Linked DNA regions of Mus musculus: region 2 is linked to region 1. Evidence: chromatin contacts called from public Micro-C data. All regions are on one chromosome and are shown on one strand. The core of a region is the stretch at or near the end of the contact, and the rest is flanking DNA. Distances in the headings are between cores, read along the strand shown.

Region 1 (2,693 bases), core at 142-2,641:
CAGGACAGCCAAGGCTATACAGAGAAACCCTGTCTCAGAAGAAAAAAAAAAAAAGTAATCCAGCAAGTGAAGAGAGTCAGCATAGTTATAATATTCTGTGAAGGTTACCTATAAAAAGGCAGTATTCCTTTCATGTAGAATCATTTCAAATAAGAATGGAAAAATACCTGCGAGCCATGCTTAAGGCCTAAGTATTTATGACCTCACACCTTTCTTAAGTATTTGTAAACCTGAAAGTATTTGGGACTCTCCAAACAAGACTATAAACATATTTTTCAAAACACTGTTTTTACTTTATCAGTTGTAATCCGATCCAAATTCAGGAACCTTCTGATATCACTCAACTTCCTTAGCAGAGCTTCCTACATAACCTCAGACATCACCAACACTGTATACGTAACATGCAAAGTGGAAGTCCCCACACTTTGATGTGTCTTACGCTGTCATTGAGCACATCTATCAGTCCCTCTATTTTATATTAAAATCACTTGTAGCCCGGCGTGGTGGCACACGCCTTTAATCCCAGCACGCGGGAGGCAGAGGCAGGCGGATTTCTGAGTTCGAGGTCAACCTGGTCTACAGAGTGAGTTCCAGGATAGCCAGGGCTACACAGAGAAACCCTGTCTCGAAAAACCAAAAAAAAAAAAAAAAAAAAAAAAATCACTTGTAGACTCCAACTCTGCTTCATACAGGCTCGCCCTGGAATTTTTTTCCTGTGGCAAATTCAAGAATCCCAACTTCACTTGAATGGAGATCTCTTGAAAAAAAAAAAATCCAGTTGCTAGGGTGACTATCTACAACCTGTGTCCCTGGGCCCTGGCTCGCTGCCACAGACAGGTTCATTATTTTACATGGATATAGTTTATAATGTGCCCAAAGTACTATAATACTAAGAGCAAAAATATAAATATAACAGGCACATGTTACCATTTAAAAACATTCCCATCCCTGAGGCTGTTTGAATGGCCTTAGTTCTGTAGTCATTAATGGAGGTATCCGAACCCTGGGGGATTGGACTTTTATTGCACTTCTGAGTCACGGGTCTGCCAATCTTGGAAAGCCTAGGCTCCCCAAGAGACAGTCAAGTCATCCAGCTCTCCAGCCTCGAGGTTGCCAAACGATGGACTCGTCACCAAGGCAACCACGTTCCTTCGTCTGGGCGTGGCCCGGGTGAGAGTTCAGAGGTGGTGCTTAGGCCGCTCAAGAACCAGAGCACCAGTGCGGAAGAAGTCTGGGCGTCTCCCACAACACTAGCCCGCCCGGCCCTGCGCGGAGGAAACCCCGCCTACCCTGCGCTGCTGTGCCGCACACATGAATCCGCCTCCGGCAGAACCAGGCGGCAGGGGGCGGGACGAGACGCACAGCCCCGCCTCCGAGCGCGCGTGCGCACTGACCCCTGGGAGGCACGAGCGCAGTTGATCTTAGCCATGGGAACGGGAGCGGTCCTGGAGGCCTCCGGTCAGCTGCTGGCGGGGCCCGCATCCATCCTCGGGCAGGAGTTCCCAACCGACTTCAGCTGGGGAGATGTGGTCCCAGGACGCCCTCGCGTCGCCTCTCCCCTGCGGTGACTCCAGGTATGTCCGTCCCCAACACACCTGAGACTTCGTTGCTGCCTTAGTTTCCACCCCTGGGTACTACTGGGTTCCTTCACCTTTTAATACCTCAAGAAACATCTTTCGCTCTCCATGAAACAGCTTTTAAATGCAATTATTGCTCTTTTTAATGTACTGAGCAAATTGAGTTGATCGAGGTAGTGATCCAGTTTGGCTTTAATGTGACTGAGAATACTTTTGCAGCCCGTGGAGTTACGTTTTATTTCTGAGAGGCCTCTGTGAAATGGAGAATGGCCCTTTGGCCCTGCTGAGGGATGGCCATGTTACTCTAATCAAGTTCATGGCCTATGCCCCTTAGGTAAGATCACTCTTTCTTGGTTTATCTCTGTCTCAAGCCCTCCTGACCAAAATTTGTTCATTCTTGGCCTCCTGGATATGTATAGCGCGTTTCTCAGGTTTCTCTGTCTCTATATAATCCTTTGCGTGTCAAAGACCAGAATTTTTAAAAATGAATCCCATTCGTTATTTATTAGACCTCTGAATTGTATGCTCTCTTATTCTCATGTTCCCCTTATTCATTTTTTCCACTATGGTTCTATTTTTTTTTCATTAAATCCCTGAGTTTAGAGAGAGAGCATTCATATTATTTTATATCTGCTTCCATTCACACCCAATCACCCATAATTTCTCACAGCATCCAGTACAGATATTGCCATTTTAGTGATTTAACTGCCTGGATCCCAGGCTAGCTACAGGTTATGCCTTTCCTACCTTTAGGAAATGCCTATTGGTTATTAACTGCTGTGGAAAATCCCGGGCAGGGGACCTTTGCATCCTCCTCTGTGAGAGCTTTCCTGAGGTACATACAATTCATTTTCTGGAAGTATACAGCTTACTGGTTTTGAGCATCTCAACAGGTTTGCACAATCATCTCTACAAGTTGGTTTCGGAGCAATTTGATTACCTCCAAAAGAAATCTTTTCTATTTAGCTGCTTTTTCTCTCTCCTCCCCAATATTCCTGCTATTAGTTGTAGGCAATCACTAATCTTTAGTCTCAACAAAATTATTTCAGATACTCGATATAAACACAACCTTAAAACATGTGATCTGTGTGCGTGCATCTAGCGAATTTTATGTTG
Region 2 (2,693 bases), core at 91-2,590, 380 kb after region 1:
TTACTTGAAAGGTAAAAGAGCTTATGTAAGGGACTATTTCTGAGAAATTCTTTACAAAATGATGTTGAATACAAACATTGTTATAATACTGTTTCAATTATTCACTCCTAAAATAAATAGCTCATCATTACTCAAAAGAAAGACCCCCCTCTCATACATACAAGTTGCCCTAAGCAGTTTAATTATGCACTATGCTATATAAGATAAAACCAAAAGACTAAAATATTTATTTCATGCAAAACTACTTACTATTAATTCTTTGAATCGTATCTTCTTTAATACTTATGTCTTGCTCATACTGGAAAACTAAAAATAAACATTTGAGATTTTTCTTCATGGTTAAATGTCAAATGTTAATACAAATTACTATTTCTTCTTTATTTTCATTTTATACCTACCAAATTCCAACAAAAGCCTGTCCAAACTGACAAACAGATTATCATTCATCTTGGACACTGTGTAAAATAAATAATAAAACTTTCAGAAGCCATATATAAAAGAGCATACATAAAGTAAGAACCTTTCTAGTATAGCATTCTTAAAAGGAAAATGTAAGTGGATTAAGACATGGTGAGAAGGGAGTCTCTTCCAATTAGCTGCTGAATTCCCAGCCAGCGCTTCCAGAGCCCAGATAAACAACTGAGTGGATACCCAAAGGGCTCCGCAAGACGGAAAGTTCTAGAAGTTTTCCTTCGTGACTGCTGTTGAGTTTTTGAACGACTAGAACCCAGACATCTAGATTTCTTATGATCTATTCCAAAACTTATGCGTCAACTGTAGGGGAACTCTTAGCGCCCTTCGTGGAAGGGGCTCTAGAGAAATGGTGTAAGTTGACGAGTGACCGCCATGTGTTTTGTTTTCTTTTGCTTTTTAAGGTTTTCCACAGCTCTCAGTCCTAGCCCCGCCCGCCCCAGGCTGGTTTCGCATCCCCACTCCTGCATTCATGCCAGGAATCCGCCCAAGGGCATGGCCCCTTCCGCAGATGCTCCCCTCAGCGGAGGCCCTGGTCCCTGGCGCCAGGCCCTGGCACGTGGCTCTGTGGAGCGCGGCGGCCTCTTCAGACCTGCTGCCTTCTCCTCAGACCCGCTGCCCTCTCCTCAGACCCGCTGCCTCCTCCTCAGACCCGCTGCCTCCTCCTCAGACCCGCCGCCCTCTCCTCAGACCCGCCGCCCTCTCCTCAGACCCGCTGCCTCCTCCTCAGACCCGCCGCCTTCTCCTCAGACCCGCCGCCTTCTCCTCAGACCCGCTGCCTCCTCCTCAGACCCGCTGCCCTCTCCTCAGACCTGCTGCCTCCTCCTCAGACCCGCAGCTTTCTCCTCAGACCGCTCTTCCACCAGCGTCCCCTCCCCTCCCCGGCCCACCTAACAGGTCCCTACGGGTCCCCACGGGTCCCCGGACATCCGCTGGTCCCCGGGTCCCCAGGGCGGGGTTCTGGGAACACCACCAGACCTTCTGAGGTTTAAGAGTCTAAGCCCTTTGGCTGGGGCCTTGAGAGACCCCGCGCACCACGTGGTAGGCCACAGTTCTCGCGAGATCACATTGACGCGGGGTGGGGGGGGGGCGCTCCCCCAGGTGGAGCGGTCAAAAAAATCCCAAAATGGGTGCTGGATGCAGAAAGCGGTGCCAGAAGAAACGGCTGGCGTTCTTTTTTCTTTTGTCTTTTTTGGTTTTTCGAGACAGGGTTTCTCTGTGTAGCCCTGGCTGTCCTGGAACTCACTCTGTAGACCAGGCTGGCCTCGAATTTAGAGATCTGCCTGCCTCTGCCTCCCAAGTGCTGGAATCAAAGGTGTGCGCAACCACGCCCGGCAGGAACGGCTTTCTTCAGGCTAGTTTTCTTCAAACACTACCCTCGCCTCACTAACAAAATGGCTTGAAAATCAGCACTAAAATGGACATTAACACAAGAAAAACAAAATTTCTTTTTAAAACTACTGTCCCTAGGTAATTTATGCATTTGAACTTTGTGTATCCAAAGCGAACATACAGAAGGAAAAAAAAAATTCCCTAAATTGGGTCTATTTTTATTTTTTAATCGACTAGTAATGGGGACTGAACTGATTGAGCTATGCCATTTCTCAGTTCTATGTTTCTAATGGAAATGGTACTATTATCATCCTAACTCATCTCAACAAGTGTTGTCATAAATTAATTAAATTAAAAAAAAAGCATCCAGCATTTTTCTCAAATCTCTCAAATTACGCACACACACACATAATCAATTTTATTATAACCCGTTATATTACTCACTGGTATTAATGATACCAAACCATCAAGGCTAATAAGTTTTGATGATATAAGAGTTTAGAAATTTTATTCTTTTTTCTGTGTATGTGAGAATCTATTTTTCCAGGTTTACCAAAGTGTAACTTACAATTTATTTGTATATATTTACAATTTGTATATAGATACAAATTTGAATATATTTACAGTGTGTAACATAGAAACTTGAACGCATTAATGTATTCGCTGTCTATTGCTAAAATCTACGGACTACTAACTTTGTTCTAATGACATGTGTTTTGGCTCATACTTCCTGAGGTCCAAGGCTGAGGGGCCACATCTGGTGATAACTCTTTCGGCAATAAAGTCCCAACGCAGTGCAAGGCATCACACCACAAGATATCAATCAACCATGTGTACTGGGTCTCTTCTGGTCCCTCATCTTCTTTTTACAATCTATCAACATTCAGTTA

What was found. Hi-C and Micro-C count contacts between places; a contact is called where the count stands out from the background.
Region 2: a contact with region 1 is called in a Micro-C map of embryonic stem cells, with 8 times the contacts expected there. The contact joins the promoter of 4930447C04Rik here to the promoter of Pcnx4 in region 1. A contact is called at or near these places in 1 of 39 promoter capture datasets (embryonic stem cells), 1 of 484 Hi-C or Micro-C datasets (embryonic stem cells) and 1 of 115 datasets of contacts at active chromatin or transcription factors (embryonic stem cells).

Annotation. Positions count from the first base shown.
Region 1 is chr12:72,534,966-72,537,658 of GRCm38.p6, forward strand. Pcnx4 (pecanex homolog 4) reads left to right here and starts at 1,392. Exons shown (of 11, transcript NM_026327.3): 1 at 1,392-1,574.
Region 2 is chr12:72,916,425-72,919,117 of GRCm38.p6, forward strand. It overlaps 4930447C04Rik (RIKEN cDNA 4930447C04 gene), which reads right to left and starts at 1,341. Exons shown (of 18, transcript NM_029444.2): 1 at 1,284-1,341; 2 at 399-455; 3 at 250-306. The coding sequence starts at 447.